Regions from separate parts of the Mus musculus genome. Here region 1 is linked to region 2. A link is a contact called in public Hi-C data. All regions are on one chromosome and are shown on one strand. The core of a region is the stretch at or near the end of the contact, and the rest is flanking DNA. Distances in the headings are between cores, read along the strand shown.

Region 1 (4,162 bases), core at 1,187-3,686, 210 kb after region 2:
AGAACTGGCTGGGTCATGCTACAGTGTTGTCTAATTGTCTTTTTTCTTTTTAATCTTCTCTGCTGCCCTGGAGAACCTGTTGACTGATTGAGCTGGCTTGGTCAGTCAGTCCTTATCCAAAGCAGGAACCAAGTCAAGCTCATTTCCTCCATAACACATACATTCAATATCCTTATCTGAATGAATGCATTAATGCTCTACCTGAAATCATTAAGTTAGTGCACAAAAACTTAATTAAAATACATGTAAGCTTCAGCATAGAATGTAAATAATATTACTATGTTCTGCTAATTGAAAGCTTACAATGCTACCTACTTTATATATCATTTTATACTTTATACATCTTGTGTCATCTTCATATTAGAGTTCTAAAATATAAATGATAGTTTCCATTTTAAGTATTAACAATTATTTGAAATTGTGGGGCAGTGGTGGCACATGCCTTTAATCCCAGCACTCTGGAGGCGTAAGCACCAGATAGAGTTCCAGGACAGCCAAGGCTACACATAGAAACCGTCTTGAAAAACAAAGACAAAAATCAAAACAAATCAAATTAATTCATTGATTGGTTGTGTGTGTGTGTTTGTGTGCCATGGGGGATCCTTGTGGTGAACAAAGGAAAACTTGCAGGAGTCATTTTTTCTTTCTTCCCCATTGGTCCGGTCTTGGGGATTAAACTTATCTTTAGGCTACGCAGCAAGCACCTTTGCCTGCCTAGAGGGGTGACTTGTCCAGGTCAAACAAACCAAAGCTAGAACTTGAATCAAGTTGAAGACAAATGGGGACCTTGTCAGACTAAACAAAACCAAGTGGACACTTCTATATGATAGTTAGTGGAAAATAATAATAAAATGAATCATGTCTAAGATGCATCGTCTAACATTCATAGTTTAGTCTCAGTAAAAGACTGTGGCTCAATTTCATTTACAAGAATCCATTCTGTCATAGGTGTAGCATCATTTTCTAAAGGAGAAGTCGCTCCCTCTAGTGACAGTCGTTGGAAATAACACGCCTAGCAAGAATTTAACCGTGGAAATTCCTTTCTCTGTGTGGAAGAAACAGTGCAAGGGAGAGAGGAGGAGACATTATTTACCAGAACTTCACCAAAATTGGATTACAGTTTCAGAAGACCTGACATAGGCATCTGTGTCACTCTCCATCCGCAGTTACTTTTATGAGATGTGTAATTTTCTAACCACGCCATTCTTATTGGTGCGTTTACCACTGTGATAAATGCCACGTCATATAGTTCTTATAATAACCTAAGTCGGTGACCCCTTTGCTATACTAAAATCGCCACCACTACAGTAAGCTTTATAGTAAAATTGTTAAATTTTCTATTTATGTGTGTAGATGGGTTATATTGTCTATGAACTTTATCGAAAAACGTTAAATGGTGTTTTGGAAATATTTGTTATACAGAAGGTGACATTTTTCTGGTAAATTTGAATTTGAGGACCACGAATAACTACCTTCTTTTTCTCAAAACAGAAAGGAAATGAATGTGTTCTTAAATATTAATCTATTTATGGATGCGGAAAGGAGGTGGGAGAAAATATGTATCAACTTGATATAGACTATGCATTTATGCCTATGTCCTAAAGTGACGTCACATCCCGTTCAGAGAACCCGGGAATCAAATGTCCAGGGCTCAAATCATCGCTCTGTCATTTTCTATGTTATTCTGGTAAGAGACCCAGTCTCTCCTTGTCTCAATAAAATGGATATCTTAATACATCAGAGGATTGTTATGCAAACTATTCGATGCCACGGTGCAAGACACACCAGTAAAAACAATCATTAATGATGACCACAAAATCTTTTCCAAAAAGAATAATTCCCAAAGCAAACCCACAGATCTTTGTTCCCCAGTAACGTCAGAGCTTAGAATAGAACTGAGTTTTTATTATTATTTTGAGCCAACGTGTATGCAGCCCAGGTTAGCCTCCAAGTCAACGATCCTCCTCAGCACCAGAGCACTGAGGCGACAGACAAGGGCCATCACACCAAGCTAGACTTCATTATTTTTTTCAGTTCTGTGGTGGTGGTGGTGGTGGTGGTGGTGGTGGTGGTGGTGGTGGGGAACCGTGGCATTCACCTTGGTTAATACAAACATTTGGCTCCTAGCTTTGTCTAATACCAGGAGGTGTTTTTACCGTTCCACATAAGTGGAAAGGGGATGAACTTGTTTGCAGACACAGACACACACACGGCTGCAGCCCGGATGCGGGCGAAGGGTCCAGAAGCCAGGTCCAGAAGCCCCGCCACTGTCTTCAGTCTCCTAGGATGATTGACATCCCTTTACGGAAACAAACGTGACAACCGCTATCCGCTACATTTACAGAAGCCAAACAAATACGGAAGTCACGAGCTGAAGAACCAATCAGGTGCGCTGCAGGTTCTCGCGAGACTTGCGGGCTGTGGCTCTGGCGTCACTGCGCTGGAGAGAGCGAGGGGCGGAGCTGGGGTTGCGGGGGACCGTGAGGGTTGTTGTTTGTAGGCGGAGGTCTGCGCGACTAGACCCGACATGAGCAGCCCGGAGCGGGACGAGGGGACCCCTGTCCCCGACAGCCGCGGCCACTGCGATGCTGACACTGTCTCGGGGACCCCAGACCGGCGACCGCTGCTCGGCGAGGAGAAGGCGGTGACAGGTGAGGGCCGCGCAGGGATCGTGGGGAGCCCCGCGCCCCGAGATGTCGAGGGCCTTGTCCCCCAGATTCGGGTGGCCGCAGCTAGGCAGGGAGAGTCACCTCCTTCCGTTCGGGGCCCCGCGGCAGCGGTGTTCGTGACACCGAAATATGTGGAGAAGGCCCAAGAAACTCGGGGAGCGGAGTCCCAGGCCCGTGACGTGAAGACGGAACCGGGCACCGTCGCGGCTGCAGCGGAAAAGTCAGAAGTGGCCACGCCAGGGAGCGAGGAGGTGATGGAGGTGGAGCAGAAGCCCGCGGGCGAAGAAATGGAGATGCTGGAGGCGAGTGGAGGAGTGAGGGAGGCGCCGGAGGAGGCAGGGCCCTGGCACCTGGGCATAGATCTTCGCAGGAACCCGCTGGAGGCCATCCAGCTGGAACTGGACACTGTGAATGCTCAGGCCGACAGGGCCTTCCAACATCTGGAGCAGAAGTTTGGGCGAATGCGACGACACTACCTGGAACGGAGGAACTACATCATTCAGAATATCCCAGGCTTCTGGATGACTGCCTTCCGGAACCACCCTCAGTTGTCCGCCATGATTAGGGGTCGGGATGCAGAGATGTTAAGGTACGTAACCAGTCTGGAGGTGAAGGAACTGAGACACCCTAAGACTGGCTGCAAATTCAAGTTCTTTTTTCGAAGAAACCCCTACTTCAGAAACAAGCTGATTGTCAAGGAATATGAAGTGAGATCATCTGGTCGAGTGGTGTCTCTTTCCACTCCAATCATTTGGCGGAGAGGGCATGAGCCCCAGTCCTTCATTCGCAGAAACCAAGATCTCATTTGCAGCTTCTTCACCTGGTTCTCGGACCACAGCCTTCCAGAATCTGACAGAATCGCTGAGATTATCAAAGAGGATCTGTGGCCAAACCCACTGCAATACTACCTGTGTCGTGAAGGAATCCGTAGACCCCGACGTCGCCCAATAAGGGAGCCAGTGGAGATTCCCAGGCCTTTTGGCTTCCAGTCAGGTTAATCTTTGCATTTGAAAATGCGGCCGGAACTGGTCCCTTCTCACCTGTGCTTGAGCAAATGCAACGGGTATGCAGTGTTTTGATTTCTTTCCTCCTGACTTTTCTGCATCTTCTATCTGGATAGTCTCCACCTCGAGATTAAGACTGGACATGCTTCTGCTTTCCCATGGCCTTCATGCTGTTCTGAATTAGTATCTGCTGGTTCACGGCCCTGGCTTATACCCTTTCTAAGCTCAACAATGAAACTGTATGTTACACTGCCTTTACACTGTTTGGACCCTATTGTTTTCAGTCTTACCTGTTTACTGCCACCTAGATGTCTTGCTTTAACTGGGGGCCCTTCTATTTATCTGTTCATCATGTGGCAACGTGGACACAGAGTTTTTGGACAGTTGCTGAGCCTAAACATTGAAGGAGTGGGCCACTGTCTGTGTGATTTTTTTTTTTTTTTTTTTTGGCACCACTTTCTAGGTTATATCACACTCCATTGTGTTTGC
Region 2 (4,440 bases), core at 1,758-4,257:
TGGATGCCGACTGTTGGTCTAAGTGAGCCCCAGACTGAATAGTGCAGTAGCACAAGGGATCCTTTGGTTTCCTCTGCACGTTAGCCTTAGATTCAATCTCCGGTATTCATCTAAATCAGAAAATCAAACAGAAATAGACTTCAAAAGAAATCGGCTTCTGTGCTGGTCTTGTGTCAACTTGACACAGTTAGAGTCATCTGAAAAAAGAAACCTTAATTGAGAAAATGCTCCCATAAGATACCACGGTAAGACATTTTCTTAATTAGTGATTGATGGGAGAGGGCCCAGCCTAGTATGAGTGGTGTCATACCTGGACTGGTGGTCCTGGGTTCTATAAAAAAAAAAGCAGGCTGAGCAAGCCATGGGAAGCAAGCCAGTAAGCAGCACTCCTCTGTGGCCTCTGCATCAGCTCCTGCCTCCAGGTTCCTGCCCTGTGTGAGTTCCTGTCCCAACTTCCTTTGGTAATGCACAGCAATGTGGAAGTAAAATGGAAAGGTTCCTCCAAGTAGACCCTGTCCTCCCCAACTTGCCTTTTAGGTCATGGTGTTTGGTCACAGCATTGGAAACCCTAAGCCAGCTTCTATAGCAGGAAAGAAATCCACATCAGAACTTTTAGCTAGATGTAATGGCATAAGCTACAATTCTAGCATTTAGGAGGCTAAGGCAGGAGAATCATGAGTCTAAGACCAGCCTAAGCTACACAGAAATTGAAGCCAGCTTCAAAATGAGATCCTGTCTCAAAACAGAAAGAAGTCACCTTTTTCTTAATCAAAATTATCCTCCAAAGAAACCCTAAGAAATAATTTATGAAGGTTATTCTTGAAGGTACCTAAGATGGCAAAAGTCTCACATGGAATGCTCTTGTGACCTGTGCTCATTTGAAGAATGTTGTCAGCCATAGTAAGATTACACCACCAAAACCAAAAATAACAATTCCAGTATGAACTAAGGTCTTATGTTTAGTCATTCGTGTTTTGGGGCCTAAGCCAGAACTTGGAACTTGGTAAAACTAAGTATTAGTTGGAAATGGGGGAGGGTAAAAAGGAAGAGGAGAGGATGGAGAGAGAAGAAAAGAAAGAAGTTTATTGTTTAAGGCCTTTGGGACAAGAGCTTTTCTCTAACAGGCAGGGACATGGCATGCTCCTCAGAGTGTTATGGGCTCCCTCAGACCATTTCATGAGGGTGCATTTTGTGGTCATACCTGGTAGCAGTTTTCTCTCTAGAAATTAAAGAAGAGATGTCTCTATGTACCAGAATATAAAGGAATCAAGTGGAAAATGGTATATGAAGCATGAGGAAGGAAAGAAGGAGGGAGGAAGGGAGTGAGAAAAACAAGAAAGGAAGGAAGGAAGGAAGGAAGGAAGGAAGGAAGGAAGGAAGGAAGGAAGGAAGGGAAGAAAGAGGAAAGGAAAGAACAAAGGAGGGAGGGGATGGAGGGAAGGGAGGGGAGAAAGAAGGAAGGGATACAGAGGGAAGACAGGGAAGAGAAGGAAGGAAAGAAGGAAAAGAAAGAGAACAAACAAAAAACAAAAAGAAAAAGCAAGCAAACAAACACAGAGAAAAAGATTAATATCTCAGCCAAAGAGAAAAAAGGTCCCTACACTGTGGCCCCCGCTAAGAGAGCATGTTCTATCTTTAACAGCAATAAAGTGTCTTCTACAGATGGCAGCCACCAAACTGCGTAATATTCGACAGGCTAGACACAAGACAGTCAAAGTTAAAATTAAAAACATGCAGGACAGCTGCTTTTTTTAAAATTAGGTATTTTCTTCATTTACATTTCAAATGCTATCTCAAAAGTCCCCCAGACCCCACCCCCACTCCCCTACCCACCCACTCCCACTTCTTGGCCCTGGCGTTCCCCCCGTACTGAGGCATATAAAGTTTGCAAGACCAAGGGGCCTCTCTTCCCAATGATGGCCGACTAGGCCATCTTCTGATACATATGCAGCTAGAGACACGAACTCCGGAGGTACTGGTTAGTTCATATTGTTGTTCCACCTATAAGGTTGCAGACCCCTTTAGCTCCTTGGGTACCTTCTCTAGCTCCTCCATTGGGGGCCCTGTGTTCCATCCAATAGCTGAGTGTGAGCATCCACTTCTGTGTTTGCCAGGCCCCAGCAGCTTTTCATCACTCTCCTTTCTAAACATTTCATGTCACGTTAGCCATCTCATTATGTGTAAATTCCTCTGTCCTCAGTGAGGTTGCATTTCCACCCTGTCAACTTCTTCTTGGCAATAAAAAGAACATTTTCCCATTCTCACAAACAGAGCAGCTGTCTCCTGGAAACCTTTTCCTTCTAAAGCCTGGTTTTCACCTCTTAATCATTTTCACTTCTTAAAAACATTGCTCTCACCGAGAGTGATGATGTCATCTGCTTCAGGAGCATTTTGACACAGATGCAAGGTCAGGCTTTAGCTATGTGCACGCCCACGTATGCTTTCCTTATAATTAGCAGCTTTCATTAAAAAGACCTGGCCTTTGGCAGCATTATCTCATTAACCCTTTAAACTCTCTTCAGAGGAAACAGGCAGTAAATGTGGCTGAGTAAGTTTTAGATAACTAGGACAAATTCAGATGGGTTTAGTCATAGTTTACTCTCGGAGAGCATAGGAGAGGCCGGAAAGGAAGCCATGGCTGTGTTTTGTTTAGCTGATCTTTCAAACCAAGCACTGTGTGCAGCCCTCTGCCTTACTTCTGAAATGCAGAATATCCACAGCCCACAGTAGCTGTCCTGCTTTCCGAGAAAGAGAGAGAAAGGATAAATTTCAAACAAATTACTAGACAGAGAAATGTATGTCTAGACAGGAAAGTGATTCCTCTGGATGAAGTAGAAGGTTGGGTGAAAACAGAGCTCTCTTGAATTTGATGTCCACTTTGTACTTTTCTGCCTTTCAGAGTTGAGGGGTGGGAAGTTTCAAGGGTTAACAGAATTCTCTCTCTTATTTTCTCTTTATGCCTTCCAGCAGGAAGGTCATTCCATTGCTAGGCATCAGACCCTCCTTTCAGTGTGTGTGTAAGATCTAAAATTTTGCCATCTAGTGGCCCGAAGAAAAGTCTCACGGGAGAGGAGGACATTTTCCACTTTTCAATTTTTTTTTATTTATCTTTTTATTTTTTAGCCTAAATCTGGGTTTAATTTTCTGCAACATTAAAACAGATTCAGCTTTAAAATGTGACTTTATCATCTACAAGCTTAACTTTTGTATTTGTATTCAAGGACAGCTACAAATATTACCTAAGATGCACAGTCAGGCTTCCAAACATATCTTGGTGGCTTTTTTTTTTTTTTTTTTTGTCAATTTGACACAAGGTAGTGCAGCAGTTCTTAACTTGTGAGTCTAGACTCCTTTGGGAGGTTGAAAGATCCTTCCACATGGATCGCCTAAGACCATCTACATACCAGATAGTTACATTTTGATTTATACAATAGCATAATAACAGTTATGAAGTAGCAACAGAAATAATCTTACCTCAACATGAGGAACTGTATCAAGGGGTTGCAGCACTAGAAAGGTTGACAACCACTGAGCTGGAGTTATCTGGGAAGAAGAACCTACAATGAGAAAATGCCTCCAAGATATTGACTGTAGGTAAGTCTGTGGGCATTCTTTTGATTAACAATTGATGCAGAAGGGCCCAGTCCATAGTGGGCTGCCATATCTTTGGGCAGATGGTAAGGGTATAAAAAGTATGTTGAGCAAGCCATGAGGAGCAAGCCAGTAAACTGTGTTTCTTCAGGTTTCTCTCTGCTCATAGTTCTTGCCTGCAGGTTTGACCTGACTTCCTTTGATGATGGACTGTGAGATGGAAGTATATGTCAAATAAACTCTTCCCTCTCCAAGTTGCTTTTGGATGTGTTTTTTTTTAATTAGGTATTTTCCTCGTTTACATTTTCAATGCTATCCCAAAGGTCCCCCATACCCACCCACCCCCAATCCCCTACCCACCCACTCCCCCTTTTTGGCCCTGGTGTTCCCCTGTACTGGGGCATATAAAGTTTGCAAGTCCAATGGGCCTCTCTTTGCAGTGATGACCGACTAGGCCATCTTTTGATACATATGCAGCTAAAGACAAGAGCTCCTGGGTACTGGTTAGTTCATATTGTTGTTCCACCTATAGGGTTGCAGTTCCCTTTAGCTCCTTGGGTAATTTCTCTAGCTCCTCCATAAGGGGCCGGGGCCGTGTGACCCATCCAATAGCTGACTGTTCTTCTTGAATTTCATGCGTTTGGCAAGTTGTATCTTATATCTTGGGTGTCCTAAGTTTCTGGGCTAATATCCACTTATCAGTGAGTACATATTGTGTGAGTTCCTTTGTGATTGGGTTACCTCACTCAGGATGATACCCTCCAGGTCCATCCATTTGCCTAGGAATTTCATAAATTCATTTTTTAATAGCTGAGTAGTATTCCATTGTGTAAATGTACCACATTTTCT

What was found. A called contact is a pair of places that touch in the nucleus more often than the background predicts.
Region 1: a Hi-C map of Sertoli cells shows a contact between it and region 2, with 3 times the contacts expected there. The contact joins the promoter of Tspyl1 here to the enhancer-like site in region 2. A contact is called at or near these places in 9 of 39 promoter capture datasets (the C10 cell line, the HPC-7 cell line, cranial neural crest and 6 more), 1 of 15 datasets of contacts at CTCF or cohesin (CD8 T cells), 2 of 484 Hi-C or Micro-C datasets (Sertoli cells and bone marrow-derived macrophages), 18 of 115 datasets of contacts at active chromatin or transcription factors (the 230-238 cell line, the SCID.adh cell line, T-cell acute lymphoblastic leukemia and 11 more) and 2 of 9 other capture datasets (adipose tissue and liver).

Annotation. Positions count from the first base shown.
Region 1 is chr10:34,279,754-34,283,915 of GRCm38.p6, forward strand. It overlaps Tspyl1 (testis-specific protein, Y-encoded-like 1), which reads left to right and starts at 2,437. Exons shown (of 1, transcript NM_009433.3): 1 at 2,437-4,162. The coding sequence starts at 2,528. The coding sequence ends at 3,667. All of the region lies in intron 1 of Gm26564 (a long non-coding RNA gene), which reads right to left.
Region 2 is chr10:34,068,829-34,073,268 of GRCm38.p6, forward strand. The region is part of intron 4 of Trappc3l (trafficking protein particle complex 3 like); the gene reads left to right. Among named protein-coding and RNA genes, the nearest start is that of Calhm5, 25 kb to the right of the region's middle. Within about 2 kb of position 3,008, at least 55 of the 459 cell types and tissues checked have an H3K27ac peak or open chromatin away from gene starts, as enhancers often do. A contact at or near this core is called in Sertoli cells, where this site is marked.